Regions from separate parts of the Callithrix jacchus genome. Here region 2 is linked to region 1. A link is a contact called in public Hi-C data. All regions are on one chromosome and are shown on one strand. Each heading gives the region's core, a stretch centred on a gene start, on an enhancer-like site or on the middle of the called end of the contact. The rest is flanking DNA. Distances are from core to core; before and after follow the strand shown. Region 1 holds the start of KRT28 (keratin 28). Region 2 has its middle 42 kb from the start of SMARCE1.

Region 1 (6,923 bases), core at 2,963-5,462:
CTTCATGCCTTTCTAGATGGTCCATTTAACCTCATAGACGGATAGTTCCTGACCTCCCACACCCTTGCCCTTCAAGTCCAATCCACTTCTGACTTCTTGTTCCAGTGACTGTGGGTCCAGTCCCATGGCTGTTTTCTGGACTTCGGAGATGCCTGAAGTTATGTCTATTTTAAAATTCTAAATTCTGGTTTCCACTCTCCTACTTTAGCCTGTCATCCTTCACCTTTATCAATCTCCTTCTCACACTCCATCTGCTTCGTGACCTCATAAAGATGCCCAGTGGCTCACTCTCTGCCTTTTTCCTTGGTCCATCTGTCCCTCTGGTTTTACTTTCTTCTTCCTATATGATCATACAGTCAATGGCCTCAACCATTTTCTTTTTAAAAAACAAAAAAACAACAACAAAAAAAAACAAGGAAATAAATGCCTGATGTGAAAACAAGAGGGTGTGAGGATCAGGTTCCTTGAACTCACATACTTTTTGTCTTTTTTTTTTTTTGAAAGAAAGAAAGAAAAAGAGAAAAAGGGAGAGAGAACAGGAGTCTTGCTCTATTGCCCAGGCTGGAATGCAATCTGAAAATAGGTATTAAAAACCTCTTTTATGCCGATAATTGTGCTTAACAGCAGAGACAGGAAGGAATAAGGGAAGAAAATAACAAACAGCCAACCAATATTTCATTTAAGTCTGTGAAATGCTATACAAATGCTGAAGAGTGATTTACTTCCAATTGTGTGGTCACTTTCAAAATAGGTGTAATGTGATACTGAGAAAAATGTATGTTCTGTAGACCTGGGGTGAAGAATTATATAAATATTCACTGCGTTTACTTGTTCCAGGTCTGAGTTCAAATCATAGATGTTCCTGTTAATATTCTATCTCGTTGATCCGTCGAATATTAACAATGTGATGTCAAAGTCTCCCGCTATTATTGTGCGGGAGTCCAAGTCTCTTTATAAGTCATTAAGAACTTGTCTTATGTATCTGGGTGCTCCTGTATTGGGTGCATATATATTTATGATCATTGACTCCTGTTGTTGCATTGATCCTTCTACCATTATGTAATGTCCTTCTTTGTTTCTTTTAGACTTTGTTACTATTAAAGTCTATTTTGTCAGAAACAAAAGTTACAACTCCTGTTTTTGTTTTTGTTTTGTTTTTTCCTCTCCATTTAATTGGTAAGTCTTCCACCAACCCTTTGTTTTGAGTCTTTGTATGTCCTGGCTTATGAGATGGATCTGGATACAGCGAACCGATGGGTTTTGAGTTTTTATTCAATTTGCCTGTCTGTGTCTTTGATTGGGGCATTTAATCCATTTACGTTTAGGATTAATATTGATATTTGTGAGTTTAATATTGTCATTTAATGCTCTCTGGCTATTTTGCCCATTAGTTGATATAGATTCTTTATTATGGAGATACTCTTTACCTTTTGGGAAGTTTTTGGGATAACTGATACTGGTTGTTCCCAGTGTATAATGCTTCTTTCAGAAGCTCTTGTAAAGCAGGCCTGGTGGTGATGAAATCTCTGAGTGCTTGCTTGTTCGTGAAAGATTTTATTTTTCCTTCATTTATGAAGCTTAATTTGGCTGGATATGAGATTCTGGGTTGAAAATTCTTTTCTTTGAGGATATTGAATATTGACCCCCACTCTCTTCTTGTTTGTAGGGTTTCAGCTGAGAGATCTGCTGTCAATCTGATAGGCTTCCCTTTATGGATAACCTGACCTTTCTCTCTAGCTGCTCTTAGAATTTTCTCCTTTATTTCAACCCTGGTGAATCTAATGATTATGTGTCTTGGGGTTGCTCTTCTTGAGGAATATCTTTGTGGTGTTCTCTGTATTACCTGAAGTTGAATATTGCCCTGCCTTACTAGGTTAGGAAAGTTTTCCTGAATAATATCCTGAAGAATATTTTCCAGCTTGGATTCATTCTCCTCATGAGATTCAGGTACACCTATCAAACATAAATTAGGTCTTTTCACATAGTCCCATATTTCTTGGAGACTTTGCTCATTCCTTTTTACTCTTTCTTTTCTAATCTTGTCTTCTTGTTTCATTTCATTAAGTTGGTCTTCAACCTCTGATATCCTTTCTTCTGCTTGACCAATTCAACTGTTAAAACCTGTGCATACTTCGCAGCATTCTCGTATTGTATTCTTCAGTTCCATTAATTCACTTATATTCCTCTCTAAATTGTCTATTCTCATTAGGATTTCGTCAAACCTTTTTTCAAGGTTCTTAGTTTCTTTACGTTGGGCTAGAACATGTTCCTTTAACTCACAGAAGTTTCTTCTTATCCACCTTCTGAAGCCTAATTATTGGAACACACTCATTCTCCATCAGGCTTTGTTCCCTTGTTGATGATAAACTGTGATCCCCTGTAGAGGAAGAGGCGTTCTGATTTTGAGTATTCTCATCCTTTTTACGCTGGTTACTTCCCATCATTGTAAGTTTATCCACCTGTCATCTTTGCAATTACCGACTTTCAAATTAGGTCTCTGAGTGGACATCCAACTTGTTGATTCCCAGCGCCAGAATCTGAGCAACCCACTGCACCAGCTAAAATAGTGGCGTTAAGATTCGTGGTGCTTTTCCGCCCAGGAATCTCCAGTCTGGTTTCCTTCTTGAGTCCCTTTATCAATCAGCTGAACAGGTGACTCTGCCTTCCCAGAGCTCCAAACATCAACCCAAAGGGGACTCAGTCCCATTTACTCTGCACCAAGAACCGACACACTGAGGCACCGGCAAAACCACCGTGCCAGCCACTAGAGTCACACTGGCGACCCATGTGGCTCCTCTACTGGGAATCTCCTGATCTGTGGGCAACAGAAATTTGTCTGAAAGTGTGGCATCCTCTTGTTCTCTGCACTTTCACTGGGAGCTACAATCCTGAGCTGCTGGTAATCAGCCATCTTGGATCTCTCTCCAGCCTCAACCATTTTCTCAAGAGCACCAGAAACATCTCTGCCACTGTTTCCTTCTTCTGAACCTGTCTTCAAATCCCAAAACCCACATCAGCCGGATCATCATCCTTTCTATTCCTGAACCAGGATTACTTCCAAATACTCAGTTGAACAAATGAGAGCTGGACCCTCCAATTTTCCTTTGCTCATTGCTAGTCAAGAGTTTTTCCCATTCAGTGTACGTATTCTAAACAGTCATTTTTTCCATCAGTCACCTTCATCTGGAACATTCTAGCAACCCCTCAAATCCAGTTGGTCCAAAATTAAACTTAGTGTCTTTCTCCTCCGATATTCCCCATCTCAGTGAATATTATGAGTTCCCAGAATCCAAAATTAATTACCTAAGAGTCATCCCCAATTCTCCCTTATTCCTGACTCCCCAAACTCGTCATATTACCATATGCTCTCAAAACCACTGCATCCCCACTGCCCTCATCCTTCTCACCTGGACCATTGCTCCAACCTTGTAATTGACCACCTTGTTTCATTTCAACCTGATTATGTTGCCCTCTGCTTTTTACTTAGGATTAATTACAAACTCTTTAAATTAGCACAGAAGGCTAATCATAATCCAGCCCTTACCTGGACCTGACAATAGATTTCTTAAAGACTGTAATCATGCCTTTTTCATTTCTGCATTTAGTTAACACTATATCTTTCATTTTAGCACTTAGCATAGAGCACCAGACATAGTAACCATGCTATTTTAAATAAAATAATGGGTCAACATTTGTGTCATTGTCCAAGATCATAAATAGATGTTACAATCATGGTAAGAACAGAGACATCAGTAGTCCATGTTTTCTAAACAACACATTTTTTTTGTTCTGGTGGGATAAAATATCTGTTTCTGTAGTTAGCAATACTTTACACCCCTCAGTGGTAATTGAGACCCTACTGTACCTCACAGACCTCTATCATAATCTTACTTAACTTTATAAAAAATTTGATAATACCTGGCGCCAGATAATGATGGTATATGCCTAGGGTCTAGATGAAAGTAAAGGATTACTCACTCAAAAGTAGAAGTTACATTAGTAAACTTAATATAGAACAAACCCTATTATGTTTAAGATAACAAATAGCCCAAAGCAATAACTAGGGATGTTAGACATTAATTATTTTTTAAATCACCCAATTACACGTAATTTTATGCTAATCTAAATGATGCCACTTTTCTTTTGGCATATGTAACAAATAGGAATGCCCCAATAATTGTATATAAAAGCCCAAGGAAATCACCAATGCATGATATTCTGTTCCCCTGGGACGTTGCAGTTACACATAGACAAGGTGAAGATTTCTCAAAACACCATGTCTCTCCGATTTTCTAATGGATCCCGACATGTTTGCTTAAGGTCTGGAGCTGGCTCTGTCAGACCACCCAATGGAGGTGCAGGCTTTGCAGGCAGCAGTGCATGTGGCAGTTCTGTTGCTGGAAGTGAATTTTCCTGTGCCTTGGGAGGGGGCTTGGGCAGTGTTCCCGGTGGCAGCCATGCTGGTGGTGCCTTTGGAAATGCTGCTTGTGTTGGCTTTGCTGGAAGTGAAGGGGGACTCCTCTCTGGAAATGAGAAGGTGACCATGCAAAACCTTAATGACCGCTTGGCATCCTACCTGGATAACGTGCGAGCTCTGGAGGAGGCAAATGCTGAATTAGAGAGAAAAATCAAGGGCTGGTATGAAAAATATGGACCTGGATCTTGCCGTGGACTTGAGCATGACTATAGCAGATACCACCTAACAATTGAGGATCTTAAGAATAAGGTGAGAAATTACAGATTTGGAACTATTCCAGGTATTTAAAACTAAGAAATACCTAGCAAAAGCCATACAATAAGAAATGCTTCATGACTGTTATCTGTAATTTGTATTTATTTATTTAGATAAATAATTCTTCCTATTATCCAAAAATGGACCCTTCATGAATTTTAATGTAGTTAGAGTGTTATTAGTTCCATTGTTTATGTCGAAGTAATCCATAGACATATGAATAAAAAAGTATTGCAGTTCTAAAGTCCGGTGAGTATATGAGAATAAATAAAACCATGATTTAATTTTTAAAAGTTAAATTTTAAACATTTTGATTATCACAAAAGGAAGAGAGATTTTACTCAAAAACTTGAGTGACATTTTTCATTTCCTAAAGAAATGACTTAAATAAAAGCATACTTACGTGTTGTGTTCTCTGTTTTGGTTTATTCTAGATTATCTCCTCCACTACTGCTAATGCTAATGTCATTCTGCAGATTGATAATGCCAGACTGGCTGCTGATGATTTCAGGCTCAAGTAAGTGGCAAAAAACAATCACTAGAAAAAAATTTCTGTCTATTCAATTTGTTAAATAAAATTTCACTTTCCTCCCAAGTAGAATGAACTATAACCTAAAAGATTAAGGGAAGTAAAGAATTTATATTATTACAATCAACCACACTCACAACTTTAACACACTTATTATAACCCTGGGAAAAATGTCAATGTATTTCTCTGCCTGCCTAGAATACTGCCAACCACGAAGCAGATGCTCAGTAAATCATTAGTCAACTAAGGAAAACTGTTAACTAAAATAACATTCCAAAAATGGTGTATTTTTATTTAATTGGGTCATGTCATTGGAATTTGTGTGATTAAATAACTGCCGATTACCCTGTTCAGAATTAGGTGGGGGTAATGGAAGAGGGCTTTCTTTGTATATTTTTACACTATTTAGAGTCCTAATTCAATTTCTGATTTTCAGTTTAAATCAATTGGGATTGAATTTTCTGTTTCTTGAGGTAGTCTTACTGGCACTGAAATTCACTTAAATGCCCCCCAAGGTATGAAAATGAGCTCACACTTCACCAAAATGTAGAGGCCGACATCAATGGATTGCGGCGGGTCCTGGATGAGCTGACACTCTGCAAGACTGACCAGGAGCTGCAATATGAGTCCCTGAGTGAGGAGATGACGTATCTCAAGAAGAACCATGAAGAGGTAGGAGAGGCTTTACTTATAGTCCAATCGCAATTCTGAAAATTTTAAATACTGGGTGCAGGTCTGGAGTTAAAATTACAATAGTAATTCATGTTCACTGTAATTTATTCACGCCAAGGGATAGAAAGACAATTTCATTTTTCCCACTCTGCCCTTACACTCCCATCCCCCAAGGTAATAAATATTAACAATTTGATCTGTACCCTTCCATTTTTTTATGCTGGTGCAATACTCTATCCATTTAAAAAGAATACATTGCTTTTGCATCTATACAATCAACTTACTTTCCACTACATTATTTCTTTAGTTCATAGAGGCCTCTCTTGAGATCAACCTTCTAACAAAAGACCTCTCAAAACGGGAGAAGATATCAGTGTTTTTCTCCACCGAATGAGTCTGGGTTTACTTTAATGTTGAACCCTGTACAATAATAAACTCATTGTTTCACATATAATATCAAGAAGCTTCGATCCACTGAAAATTAATAAATCAATAAAAGATTGTTCCCTAAGTAACTGCAAAAGGTCTCCATAGCAATGGATGACAAATTTTCAGAAAATGGCTATGACAGGAGTGTCCTATTAGTCACTTGAAAGGCTGAAACACCACATCTACTTATTCCAAGTGAGAAAATTATGGCAAAGGGAAAGAGAAGGAAAACTAGAAAGGAAAAAAAAAAATGAAAAAGAAACGAGGAGCGGGAAGAGTCCCAGAGCAGAGCACTGGAAGTCAGACCACCAGCAAGTGTCAGCAGGAGAGTGAAAGGTACACCAGGCATTGTAGAGCATGACAGCAAGAAAAGAAAGTCCCAGGGAAGGAAGAGAAGAAATGGCAGCCACCGCAGCCAAGCCAGAGGAGGGCATTCGGAGTAGGGTAGGGATCACAGCAGGATGCATTGTCCTCTGCAATGACACACCACCTGAAAGAGGGTACCTTTTGCTTGCACTGAGGGTAGACAGGAAAAGTCACTCATTACTACTCGGGAATCAG
Region 2 (6,755 bases), core at 388-2,887, 160 kb after region 1:
AGAATTCTTCCGGCCTCACCCTAAAAACCAACCCTCTCCCGAGCTGGTAAACTGGGTAGATTTCTAAACTGCCGGAAATTACCGAGATTTCTACGCCCTTCCTCCCGCCTAAACCAGCAAACTGGTCTGTCATTCCCCGGTGCCCTGGCTAGGTGCCCCCTGAGCCCACAGTTCTGAAAGAGCTGAAATCTGATCCTGAAGAGATAGCTCTTTCAGATTCCTGGGAGGAATCTTCTATGGACGCTCCTTCCAGCTCTCTTCTCAGCCTCTTCTTGGAAAGCAAATGGCCTCTTCTCCAGGAAAGTAAATGGTAGACAGAGGCCATGCTCTGAGATCCAGTGATAGATCTTTTCCTTGTGTTCATGCAGTTTTTACTGATGGCTTAATGAAGAGCCAAGTGATGGGGGAAACTCAGAGGTGAAGGAGACCTGGGTTCAGCCCCAAGGAGTTAGATTCTTGGAGAGAGAAGAAAGAAATGAACTGAAAATCTCTGGCAGGTGTTGTCATGTGCAGGGTCCTCTGAGCCAGAGGAGCTCAGAGAAGGAAGATGGGCACTTCTAAGGGAAGGCCTCATGGAAGCACAGCACCTGAGCAGCCAGAAAAGGACAGTGGAGGTGGAAAGAAGGGCATTTCATGAGGGAGTGAAGGCTCTGTGGGTTACAGCGGAGATGGGAAGGAGCAGAGATCAACCAGAAGGACAGGAGGGGCTGGCCGGCGCAGCGTGGGAGACTCGCAGGGCTCTGATCCCCAGCCCAGACTGAATCTAGGATTAACTCACCACACTTGTCTCGGAGGCATAAGAATGAGCCTGGGAGTTCCTGAAAGGGAAAGGCGCCCTGTGTACCCAGGTCCCACAGCGGCTGACCCTCAGCCCTGCTGGCCCGCCAAATGGCCCTGTGCTTGATCTCTGCCAAACAAAGTGAAGGCTGCCCCTTCTCTCCTGGCTTGCTGATCACCAGCTTCTCCTCCAGCCCCAGTTTCCCAGTGCCCAGCCAAAACCCCCAGGAGTCAGGAGAGGGCCACCTAATCTCCCCTTCCCAGCAAGTCCCTGTCTGTTCTCAGTTCAAGTCGGCCACACTCCCGCCTTTCCCAAAGGGCAATGGGAACAAGGACCTGAATTCCTGGGACCATCTCAATTTCAAATACACTGGCCCCCCAGGACCTTGGGCCTTCACACTTGCCCGATCGTGTTTTGCTGATTTTTAGTGTGGAGCATGCGGTCGCCAGAGCAGCGGGCCCTGGACTGGGAGACTCTGCCCTGGGACTGGGCATCAGGGCTCCACACAATGGTGAGGCTGCCATGGTGCCGCCTAGCACTCCCTCCCCTTCCCTCCCCACCACCCCTCCATTCCATCCTCACACTGTGTTTGTGCCAATGTCTGTCTGCATCAGAACTGCCTCCTCTTGGAGAACAAGAGTGCCATCACATTTGCCTCCAGATTCTCCCTGCTTTCCACCGGCCAGTTGCCTATCTTGAGCTGTCAATGAAATCTGCTAAACAACAAGAAAAGTTGGAAACATGCCTGCTGGACTCTGCGGAAAACACCCCTGTCCTGGCAGTGGACACTGAAGCTGGGAGCTCTCAGTTAGGAGGGCCTGGGTCTTGGAATGGGAGATCCCCAATAGCCAAGAGGGTCCTGTGGTTGGGAGAGATCAGCGGATGCTGAGTCAGTGCTGAGAAGTTCAGCTCCTCCGCCTTCTGTGGCCGAAGGGCTCCACCCAGAGGACAGTCAGCTTGATCCCGGTTCACCCAGACCATTCTCCACCGGGTGTAGAGGAGCCTCTGCCCAGCTTTCCTGATGAAACTCAGAAACCCCCAGTGCCTCTTCAGAATGACTCTGCAAAATTCCTCCTCCTTCCAGAAAAGCCAGTCCCCAGCCTGTGCCTCCAGCCCCAGGAATACCCCCCCCCCTCTGTAAATGAGAGTGGAATTGGAGCAGCTCAGAATTCTGCCTCCCACCTGGGCGAGCTCTGAGAACCAAATGAGGCCGGCTGTGGATGGGAACGAGCTACAGAAAAGTACACAGCGCTGCTCACAGCCTAGGGGGTTTTTGGTTGTTGTTTGCAAGGCAAGAGGTGCTTTAAGAAAATTCTCCCCCCCTGTTTTCACTTCCTCTTCTGTCTCTTAACCCTTGGAAGGGGAAAATCCTACAAAGATTAGCAGCTGATGTGTGAAAGAATCAAAACAATGTTCTTCTAGTTGCATTTTAACAGTATTTTCTGGCAGCCACCACAGGACTGGGTTCTGATGTTCCCAGCTTAAGGGCCAGAAAGAATCACTGGATCAAAATGAAGTGTGCAGTTGGAAGAGACCTCAAAGGCCCTGCAGTCCAATGCACCAACACACTGCCCTGTTAAAGTGTGTCAAAGGGCACCGTGGAGCATGGCTCCCGACAGGTGAAGGGTGAGCACCACCACATTGGAGCCCTCTTGAGGACACTGGCTCCGGGTTATACTGAAACACATGGCCTGTAGCAGGGCCCGGGTTGTATCTCAGTGGTGCAGAAAACCCAGGGATGCCCTCATCCTGCCCAGCCCTGTTGTGATTCCTCCTCTCACAGTAAGTTCCCAGGGGAGCCAGGCCAAGGAGCTCATAAGAGGAAATGGTAGTCAAAGGCCTGCAGTTCCCAGCTGCACCCACACCAGGGCAGTCACTGAGCTCTGGGAACTGTTCCTAGACTAACTGGCATTCATCATAACGAATATTTGTGCTGCACATGGTGGAAGGCCCTGGGGTGAGAGAAACTGGGAGCAACTAGTAAGAGAGAAGGACATGTTCAGAGGATCTGGAAAGTGGGGAAATGAGGTGCAAAGAGTGTGGCTGAAAGGTGGCCCCAGCACGCCTCTGAGGGACACCAAGCCGTGACACACGCTAACACTCTGCTCCAGTGCTGCCTCACACCTCCCCAGCCTGACAAAAGCCTGCCCTGCTATCAGGACACAGCACAAATGTGCCTTCCTCTGCAAAGCCTTTCCCATCATCTCCACTTCCAGATAGAGACAGGTGCTCCCCTGTCTGTGGCTTAGACCGTCTGTGTCTTCTACCAAAGAATGTCTTCCCAGCCTGAGTCACCAGTGTCCCCCAGAGCCTGGCTCATGACGAGTATTGAAGAAATATTTTTTCCTTAATGAATTAATTTTTTAACAATAGGGTCTCACTCTGTTGCCCAGGCTGGAATGCAGTGGCACAATCATAGCTCACTGTAGCCTCAAACTCCTGGGCTCAAGCGATCCTCCCACCTCAGCCTCCCACGTAGCTAGGACTACAGGTGCACTGCCACATCTGGATTTTTTTAAAAATTTTTGTAGAGACAGGGTCTCGCTATATCACCCAGGCTGGTCTTGAACTCCTGGCCTCAAGGGATCCTCCTGCCTCAGCCTCCCAAAGTGCTGAGACTACAGGTGTGAGCCACCACACCTGTCCTGAAGAAATATTTGTTGGCTTTCATCTTTGTGCCCCCAGAGATTAATATAATATGTTACAGAAAAGGGGCTGGGCAAATATTCCATGAATGAATGAAGAAAGGAATACCAAATGGCTATAGGGCTCACATACGGCCAGCCCTAAGGCCAGGTGCCCTGTCTCCCACTGCTTATGTTTCCCACAGAGCTTCACAGAGAAGCAACCACTTCACTAGAAAGACCAACTCAACTCAACACTGAGAGTCACTCATACAAGATTTTTTTTCTTTAATCATCCAGCCCAAAATGTCATCATACAATAAATATTTACTGAGCTCCTACAATGCACCAGGCTGTGTTCTAAGTGCTGGGGACACATCAATGTACAAAACACAAAGCCCCCTGCCTTACGGAGTTTCCGTTCAGTGGAGAATGAGGCGGACTGTGTCTGTTGTGACATGCACACTTGTTCTTTCTGCCCACACCTTCCCCCTCCCCTCCAGGACCCGCTAGTGATCCTGCCTCCTTCCAAGAGAAACTGCACCTTGATTTCCCCTTCCCAGCAAGTGCCCTGTCTGTTCTCAGTTCTGCCTTTCCCCAGAGGGAAGTGGGAACAGGGACCTGAATTCCTGGTCTCATTGCCCTTTGGGCATCTCAGTTTCAGATACACTGGCCCCTCAGCGCCTTGGGCCTTCACATTTGCCCAGTCGTGTGTTGCTGACTTTTAGTGCAGAGCACGTGGTCACCAGAGCAGAGGGTCCTGGGCTGGGATACTCTGCCCTGGGACAGTGTCTTCCAGAGGGACAAGGGATGAGTGAGTAGCGAAGGGTAACTAGAAGAGGGAAATGGGGTCATTGGTGTCATCAGTGGCGGATTCAGGGGAGGTGCTACTTTTGCTTCCTGGTCCTCAGATCTCACTCTGCATCCGCTGACAGTATCTTCTGCCTTTGGGTGGAACTGGCCCTCCTGTTTTAATTTAAGTGAATTAAATAGAATTGGCTTTCATAATTGGATAACGCAGAAATGTCCTAACAGTCACCTCGCCCCGGGCAGCTTGCCAGCTCTGGGCCTTTGGCGTGTCCTGATTCCCGGTTTCCTCCTCAGGTGCGTCTCTAGCTTCTCTGGCTACCTGGTTTCCGGCGAGGAGTCTGTTAGCACTCACACCTGTTTCCTGCGTGCGTTTGGAGAGGAGGTTGCCAGGCTCCAGGATAACAGTTTGCTGGAATGTGGGCACTGTTCTTAGATAGCATTGCCCACTTTCCCAGGTGGCGTGACTGTCTCACTAGGCAGTGGAGGCGGGTGCTGAAAGGCTCTGAGAAACTCACTTGCACACAATGAGGGGGTGTGAGTCAGCTTAGAGACTTGGCCAATATGGTTTTCCCACAGAGAAAGGCACTTGGCGCACTCTCAATAATGACTTGTTAATTTGAAGAAAAGAAAAAGATACAAAATGCATGAGAAGAACTAAGTAATCATGTGGTGAATGGTTGCAAAGCAATATTATAGCAAATGATCTTTTTAAAAATAAAACTTGCTTTGTTTTATTTAATAATATACTTTCTAGCAAATGACCTTCTCTGAATTAGGTTTTTATGATGTGGATTTCTTAAAGGTTCAAAACGAATTGCATCCTTCCTGAATCCTCCCTAAAGTGGAGAGGCTGGTGGCTCCTGAATCTTTACATAATCCTTTTCACAACCACAGCACAAGGGAGGGGTGTCAGTATGCTCCCCGCTACCAGAAGAAAGCTTTATAACTCTGCAATCACAGGGAATTCGAAAGAGATAGTGTTGTGCTGTGTAGTCCATGTTTCATAGTTAATAAGCAACATCCTCTCCACTCCTTTTCTTTTTCTGCCAGTAAATTGAGCTTGGCAGGCCTGCTATTTTCCTTATAATGCCAACTGCCTCCCAAATGCCCACCATCGTCATTAACACAAGTGTCTCAGAAGGAGCTGCAGAAGATGGCCTTCCTCCCCCTGCAAATGAGAACAGACAGGTGCCACTCTACATCAAAAAGCCAGTTCAAAGAATCAGATACGACAAAGTGTTAGGTTGAAAACTTTCACAAGAACATAAATCTTGCTCTTCGGGGCAACAAGCGGACTCACGTGAATATTCATCACGGTTCCTAGTTGGTCTTGGGTAGAATAAATCTGTCCCTGGACTCATTTGTTCAACAAAAGGGATCTGGTAAGACTCCTAAGGCTTTATTTTTCATTTCCCTTAATTAGTTAGTTAGTTAGTTAGTTAGTTGAGTTAGGATCTCACTCTGTTGCCCAGGCTGGAGTGCACTGGCTCGATCACAGCTCACTGCAGCCTCCAACTCTTGAGCTCAAGCCATTCTCCTGCCTCAGCCTCCAAGTACCTAGTGCTATAGGGATGCACCACCATGCCTGGCTATTTTTTTTCTTAATTTTTTGTAGAGATGGGGCATTGCCATGTTGCTCAGGCTGGTCTCAAACTCCTGGCCTCAAGTGATCCTCCGGCCTAGGCCTCCCAAAGTGCTGGAATTACAGGTGTGAGCCACCATGCCTAGCCAAGACTCCAAAGACTTTAGAAATAGTTGTCTTGTCCTCTAATAAGAAACCCCCAAAGATAGCTGTAATTCTGACTGGTTTGCTCACCTGGGAATGGGTTGTCTTGGATGTAGCATTGCAGCTGACATCTCTGTATTTTTAAACTGTTTTGTGAGCTTTCTCTGTCAAAGCACAAGTCATTGCCACGTTCCTCTTCCTGCACTTGCACAATACAGCAAATGAAACCTAAGTCTCTGCTGGCTTTAGAAACACAACTTGAAAGCCTCAGTTATTGAAATTAACGGTGATAAGCATTTTTTTCCCTATTGAATCACCTACTGGATCATTCAAAATCCACAGTGGGGCCAGGCTCAGTGGCTCATGCCTGTAATTCCAGCATTTGAGGAGACCGAGGCTGGAGATTACTTGAGCCCAGGAATTTGAGATCAGCCTGGGCAAAATAGATTCCATCTCTACAAACAAAAAAAAAAATTGATTAGCTGGGCCTGGTGGCGAGAGCCTGTATTCCCAGCTACTCAGGAGGCTGAGGTGGAAGAACTGATTGAGCCCAGGAGATCGAGGCTGCAGTGAGCCAAGATTGCGCCACTGTACTCCAGCCTGGGACTTGTGCTCTCTCCCTGCTCTCTCTGCCTCTTCTCTCCCCTAGAAGCCCTCCTGCTCCAACCTGAACTTCCTCCTTTAGATCCTCAGCCTTCACTGTGAAACAAGATGAGTCTTTATCTCTAAGTCCCTTTCTGTTTTGTTTTACCAATTTCTCCTCAACTGGGATGAAGGGTGAGGAAGGAAAGAGGGGAGTGAGGGAAGTAAGTGACTG

What was found. A called contact is a pair of places that touch in the nucleus more often than the background predicts.
Region 2: a Hi-C map of induced pluripotent stem cells shows a contact between it and region 1, with 5 times the contacts expected there. The contact joins the enhancer-like site here to the promoter of KRT28 in region 1. A contact is called at or near these places in 2 of 3 Hi-C or Micro-C datasets (induced pluripotent stem cells and skeletal muscle).

Annotation. Positions count from the first base shown.
Region 1 is chr5:92,489,224-92,496,146 of calJac240_pri, forward strand. It overlaps KRT28 (keratin 28), which reads left to right and starts at 4,213. Exons shown (of 8, transcript XM_002748572.6): 1 at 4,213-4,726; 2 at 5,167-5,249; 3 at 5,777-5,933. The coding sequence starts at 4,277.
Region 2 is chr5:92,653,569-92,660,323 of calJac240_pri, forward strand. No RefSeq gene overlaps it. Among named protein-coding and RNA genes, the nearest start is that of SMARCE1, 42 kb to the left of the region's middle. Within about 2 kb of position 1,638, at least 4 of the 16 cell types and tissues checked have an H3K27ac peak or open chromatin away from gene starts, as enhancers often do.